Linked DNA regions of Macaca mulatta: region 1 is linked to region 2. A link is a contact called in public Hi-C data. All regions are on one chromosome and are shown on one strand. The core of a region is the stretch at or near the end of the contact, and the rest is flanking DNA. Distances in the headings are between cores, read along the strand shown.

Region 1 (3,174 bases), core at 167-2,666, 80 kb before region 2:
AAGCATAACGTGTGTGAGAGACAGTATTGGAGAAGGAAGACAAGCCTTGCTCTGCAGAAGCTTACAATCCAGGAGCTCACCCCTTCAAGGAATTTACTTACAGACCCCAGACAGATAATAACATTAGGTCCATGAAAGCCCACAGGGCAAGAAGTTCAGGAGAGAAAGAAGTCATAACCACCTTGGAAAAATCTCAACTTGTTTTATCAGAACTCAAAGGCCAATTTCTCACCCCTAGCTCTCTTCATTAGCGCTTATTGACCAGTATTAGGGAGTACTAAGCCAAGAGTAAAGCTAGGGTGGCAGAGGCCATAAGCTAATTGCAAAGGACAGAGTTAAAAGAAACATGCGAGTTTCCCCTGAGCACCTAATTGCATGACTGAAAATGGATTAATTTGTATTTCTAATGGATATTAAAACAAGAAACATGTGAATATACTAAAACAAATTTAAGGTCAAGCAACGCAAAGTGTTAGTGCGTTTTCCTTCCACTCTCAGAGGCAGCCTCTCTTATTTGGTTCTTGGGCTCCTTCATAAAAAGATCTGCGTTTTTTAATGGCCTCAGCTTCTGGAAGGCTCAGGCCACTTAGTCCATCAGGAGGCCAGGCCCGAGGGATGGGTCTGAAGAGTGGGCAATGGAAAGTTAAACCAGGGCTGACTTCACCAGGCCGTCAAGTCAGGGGCAAGCACATTGTCCTTCCACTGGAAGACGGAAAGGGGAGAGGAAGGCAGGCCCTCCCTACTCACAGGTCACCTGGCAACTTTGCTAGGCACTACCCAACCTTTAGGGATAAGTGAAGTATGTCGTGGGCATAAAAGGCGGACAGGGGAGTCATTCTGGCAAATTCCAAGAAGGTTTTAAGGGCTCCCGAGGCAGGCAGGCCCAGTTGCTGTTTGGAACTTCCTTTGGGGTGGAGGGTCGGGGGGCAGAGGGCCAGGGCCCCCGCATGAGGGGACATGCTTTTAAACAGCTGCCTTCCAAAAACCATTCTCCCTGCTTCTCTGAGAAGCACCCAGCTGTTGTTTATACTCTAGGACAGCAAATCCGGTTATTTGTCTCCCTATTCCGTGATATTATAAAGTAATGAATGGTCCATTAAACTAAGTTTGGGATCTCGTCTCCCTATAGCCACCTCGCCGGCACCCTCAGCCGGGGAGGCCGTAGGCGCGGGCTGCAGCCTGTCAGCCTCATTCCCCCTCCCTCCACCACCTCCCCCTACTCCCTCCCTCTCCTGCACCCCCTCCCCCCGGTTATTTGGGAGATTAGAGTTCATTAATTAAATCCTGTGCTTAGATCGAACTGTAACATTATTCCAATCACATTTATCTTGCAGGCGGCGGCAGAGATGGCAGCCTCGCTGGAAACGCGCGGGGGAGCCTGAGCCGGCTGCCGGGGACGCACGGCGCTGCGCGCTCCTTCGCCACGCCGCCGCGCAGCCCCTCCATCTTCCTGCTCGGCGCCGGGCCCCGCGCGCCCCTGCCTAGGGGGTCCCGCTGCTCTCTGGGGCTCCTGCCGGCTCCAACCCCCGGCCCCTGTCGCCACCCCGCCCCCCCCCGGGTCCCCCTCCTCCGCCACGCGCGCGCGCGCACACACACACACACACGCGCGCGCGCGCCAGCGAGCTGCTGGCCGCTCAATGGACCGATTTCCCCGGTTTCCCTGAACCCAGCCCAGCCCGGGATGAGAAATTGCAAAATGGCCCGGGTCGCCAGTGTGCTGGGGCTGGTCATGCTCAGCGTCGCCCTGCTGATTTTATCGCTCATCAGCTACGTGTCCCTGAAAAAGGAGAACATCTTCACCACTCCCAAGTACGCCAGCCCGGGGGCGCCCCGAATGTACATGTTCCACGCGGGATTCCGGTGAGTGCGGGCCTCTGTGTTAGCGCCCTCGGGAATTTGGTTGCTGGGGTGTTTGGGGAAGGGGAGACGTGGGGGAGGGGTGTTTTGGTTTCTCCGAGACTCTTTGGGCCAGATAACTGCGCGGTCTTTCCACTCCTCTCTCTAATTCTCCCTTCCCCCTCCCTGGTTTTTTTTTTTTTTTTTTTTTTTTACCCCAAAGCCCCTAGAAGCCGTTGTCCAAATCGATGTGATTGCATTTCTCGTATTCTTTCTCAGCATCCCTTCCCTCATTTCAGAAATGGGGGCTGGGGGAGGCTTTCAGGAGGGTGAGGGTGGAGGGAAAGACGGTGTGTGTGTTCGGGAGGGGGTGGCGGGCGGAGATGGACTGGCGTGAGGGGAGCGCCCTCCCCGCGCCCTGTCCTCAGACTCCGCGGGCCGGGCCCGGGGCGGTGCGGGCGGTTTAATGGCGCAGGCGCCGGACTCCCCTCGCGCCCTCCTCCTCTCCTCCCCCAGCCCTATCAAAGGACACGCGGGTTTATTCTCAGGAAGCCCCTGGGGCGTTCTCCCTCGACCCTTTCCCTCGCTGCCACCGCCCCCACCCCCTTTCCGGGATTCCTGCATCCCCCGCCCCCTGCGGGAAGCCAGCCTCGGAAGGGCCGCCCACCCTCGCCAGGTCGGAGTCACCGCCAGGCGCTGGGCCGAACTGAGAAGGCGCCAGGCGCAGCTTGACGCAGCTCTGCGAGAGCCCCCGCCCCTACCTGTGACCCCGGGAACTCCCCCAGCGGGGCATCCTGACGGGCAGGTGACAACTACAAAGTGCCACCTGTGGTCGAAGCTGGGACCGAGGCGAGGAACCCAGAGGAGCCCCGCTTGGACCGAGGAGCGGAGTTGGCCGGCGGCCCCCGGGGACCCCCAGCCAAGTTATAGGAAGTGAAATCGGACGTGGGCTCGGGAAGGAAGAGGTTAAGGCAGGAACCACCCCCAGGCTTTCCCTGGGTGTCCGGTTTCCTCTGCCCTTTCTCCAAAAATCAATTCTCTGGGGCTGCAAGGGCGTAGCGGGTCAGGCTGGCGGGGCGGCCGCTGTCCGCGGTGCTGATTCCGTGGTCCTCGCAGCGCCGCGGGCTCCAGCCCTGCGCCCGGCGTGCGCCCTGCTCTCCGCATGACGGCCATTTTATGGTCTCTCCGGCACCCGGAGGGATGGACAATGCAGATGGGGTTCCCTAGTTTTCTTTCTTTCTCTCGGGTGTGTGTGGGAGCAGAGGGCGGACCAAATGAGAGGGGCTCCGGGGCGGAACGGAGCCCGCGCGCGTGCCAGCCGCCGCCGCCCCGGCCGCT
Region 2 (3,147 bases), core at 502-3,001:
AGACGCTATTTGAAAGAATAATTGGCAGCGTATTGGCCAGAGCTCAATAAAGTTGATCTATGAATAACGTCACTGTAAATTCATGTGACAGGGTGGGGGTGGGGGTGTTGCTCTGAAGCTGGAAGAAAGAGGAGGGTGGCAGAAAAGGTCACTGAGGCTAAGAACTGTTTTCCAAATGAATGAAATCTTTCTCTAGCACCAAGAAGGGACATACAGTATTCCGAGCTGTGCCCTTGTTTTCTTATCAAGTTTTCTCTAACAGCTGGAAGTGGTTCAAGGGGGCTGTCTTAAGGAGACCCCCTGCTCTTCTTTTGACAGCTGATCAAAAGAAAATAGGTCACGCTTCTCAAACTTATGTCCACCCTGTCCTTAATTACTGTCTCTTTAAACAAAGGCAACATCTGCGCAACCTCAGCTAGCTTGAATCTTCGGAGGCAAACAGAGCGCAACCTGCTTTGGAAGAATCTGTTACTTTTAAGGCTTTATGCCGGGGGATTGGCCTCTCTGTCTTCAACCACCCCTCCACCCCCACTCGGGCTGCAGAAATCTCCAACTCCTCTGTCCCCCAGTTCCACTCCCACCTCCAGACCTGGGGTAGCTAAACAACGGAAATTCTAGGAAGACGTTGGTGCACTTTTTAAAGCCTTGGCTTGCGAGTGTGCTCGGGCTGGCCGGTTGCTGGCCTTTCCAGAAACAAGGTTTGAATATGCAGATGTCAGCCAGGACTCCTTTTCGGCTGCCCACCGCCGTTCCTCTCTCGGGATTCGAGAGAAGCGGGTGTGTGTGTGTATGTGTGTGTGTGTAGTGTGTATTAGGAGAAAGGTCCGCGGGTGCCGTCCCAGCTGGTTTGCTTACTCTCTGCCCCCGGGAGAAGTTTGCTCACTACGGACACCAGCGACCCTCCTCACCTCCACCCCCCTAGTTCTACACTCTCCCCACTTCTTTCCAAGTCGCTGATGCAGAAAGCACTTGGTCACCTTGAAACGGCAGCTCCCGGAATTCTAGTTTTGTTTTGCAATCTAGCAGGGCTCTTCGGAAGCCTCATAACTGAGATTTATGGGCTCACCGGGTAATTAAATGATGTTATTGTGTTACCTTTGCATGCGTTACGGCTGCCCGCGCCGCCCGTGGGCCGCCGGCCGGTCGCAGCTCGCTGGCGGCGAGGGCGCTACAGTTCCTCTGGCCGCATAGATTATGCACTCCCCGGCCTCGGGAATTTACCGTGCATTAGAATACATTAGCGCCTGCACTTTAAAAGGCTAAACTAGTGGCTCCCAGCTAGGGACTCTCGGGAAGTGGCTTGTTAGCGACGAGTGTTCGTCTACACTGGCACATAGCGGAGTCTTTTGCTCCCGGCTTACTCGCCTCCAGGGAAGCTTTGGGGTGAGGCGAAGGCGACTGAAGCAATGCCCCTTCCCCCAGATCGCAGCTGCCCAGGGGGAACACAGCGCGGCATCTTTCACCGAATCTCTCTCGCTCGCACTCCAGCCTCCCTCTCTCCAGCGACCCCCCCTTCCCCTCCCTCCCTCTCCTTGACGTTTGATTCCAGTAGCAAAGGAGGAAAAAAGGCACCGAGCCGTCAGCCAAACCTGAAAAGCGCCGCCCCGCCCCCTTCACAGCCATTGGTAGCTTCCCGTAGAAGGCCCGCCTCCGGGGGTAGATGCGGCCTTGGAGTGGCTGCGCGTGGCGCCCGTCGGGCGTGGCCCCGCCCCAGGTCCGGGAGGGTAGGTTGGCTGCCCCGGCGAGCGGCAGAGCCCTTCTGGACAGCTCCCGCTCACCCAAACAGAAGACGTCGGCGCCGGAGCGGGCTCGGACATGGCGAGGCTGCGCACCGGCCCAAGCAGCGGGGCCCGGTGATCCCTCCCTCCCTCCCCGTCCCCTCCCCTCTCCCGCACACACGCCCCGTCCGCCCCCACCCCGCCCCCACCCCGGGCGAGCCCGCCCGCAGCCCCGGGGCGCACACCCGCACGCGCGCTCCACTCCACTCACTCCCGCACTCCCGCGCCCCCCGCCCCGACTCCCGCGGCCGAGCCCCGCCACGCGCGCCTTGCCCGCCCGCCGGCCGCCCCCGCCGCCCCTGCAGCCCCAGGGCCCCGATGGACTGAATGAAGGCTGCCTACACCGCTTATCGATGCCTCACCAAAGACCTAGAAGGCTGCGCCATGAACCCGGAGCTGACAATGGAAAGTCTGGGCACTTTGCACGGGCCGGCCGGCGGCGGCAGTGGCGGGGGCGGCGGCGGGGGCGGCGGGGGCGGCGGCGGGGGCCCGGGCCATGAGCAGGAGCTGCTGGCCAGCCCCAGCCCCCACCACGCGGGCCGCGGCGCCGCTGGCTCGCTGCGGGGCCCTCAGCCGCCTCCGACCGCGCACCAGGAGCTGGGCACGGCGGCAGCGGCGGCAGCGGCGGCGTCGCGCTCGGCCATGGTCACCAGCATGGCCTCGATCCTGGACGGCGGCGACTACCGGCCCGAGCTCTCCATTCCGCTGCACCACGCCATGAGCATGTCCTGCGACTCGTCTCCGCCTGGCATGGGCATGAGCAACACCTACACCACGCTGACGCCGCTTCAGCCGCTGCCACCCATCTCCACCGTGTCTGACAAGTTCCACCACCCGCACCCGCACCACCATCCGCACCACCACCACCACCACCACCACCACCAGCGCCTGTCCGGCAACGTCAGCGGCAGCTTCACCCTCATGCGCGACGAGCGCGGGCTCCCGGCCATGAACAACCTCTACAGCCCCTACAAGGAGATGCCCGGCATGAGCCAGAGCCTGTCCCCGCTGGCCGCCACGCCGCTGGGCAACGGGCTAGGCGGCCTCCACAATGCGCAGCAGAGTCTGCCCAACTACGGTCCGCCGGGCCATGACAAAATGCTCAGCCCCAACTTCGACGCGCACCACACTGCCATGCTGACCCGCGGTGAGCAACACCTGTCCCGCGGCCTGGGCACCCCTCCTGCGGCCATGATGTCGCACCTCAACGGTCTGCACCACCCGGGCCACACTCAGTCTCACGGGCCGGTGCTGGCCCCCAGTCGCGAGCGGCCACCCTCGTCCTCATCGGGCTCGCAGGTGGCCACGTCGGGCCAGCTGGAGGAGATCAACACCAAAGAGGTGGCCCAGCGCATCACCGCGGAGCTGA

The links. A called contact is a pair of places that touch in the nucleus more often than the background predicts.
Region 1: a contact with region 2 is called in a Hi-C map of liver, with 5 times the contacts expected there. The contact joins the promoter of ST8SIA3 here to the promoter of ONECUT2 in region 2. A contact is called at or near these places in 2 of 14 Hi-C or Micro-C datasets (fetal cortex germinal zone and liver).

What each region holds. Positions count from the first base shown.
Region 1 is chr18:23,647,808-23,650,981 of T2T-MMU8v2.0, reverse strand. It overlaps ST8SIA3 (ST8 alpha-N-acetyl-neuraminide alpha-2,8-sialyltransferase 3), which reads left to right and starts at 1,416. Exons shown (of 4, transcript XM_015122063.3): 1 at 1,416-1,860. The coding sequence starts at 1,682.
Region 2 is chr18:23,568,048-23,571,194 of T2T-MMU8v2.0, reverse strand. ONECUT2 (one cut homeobox 2) reads left to right here and starts at 1,751. Exons shown (of 2, transcript XM_015122065.3): 1 at 1,751-3,147. The coding sequence starts at 2,106.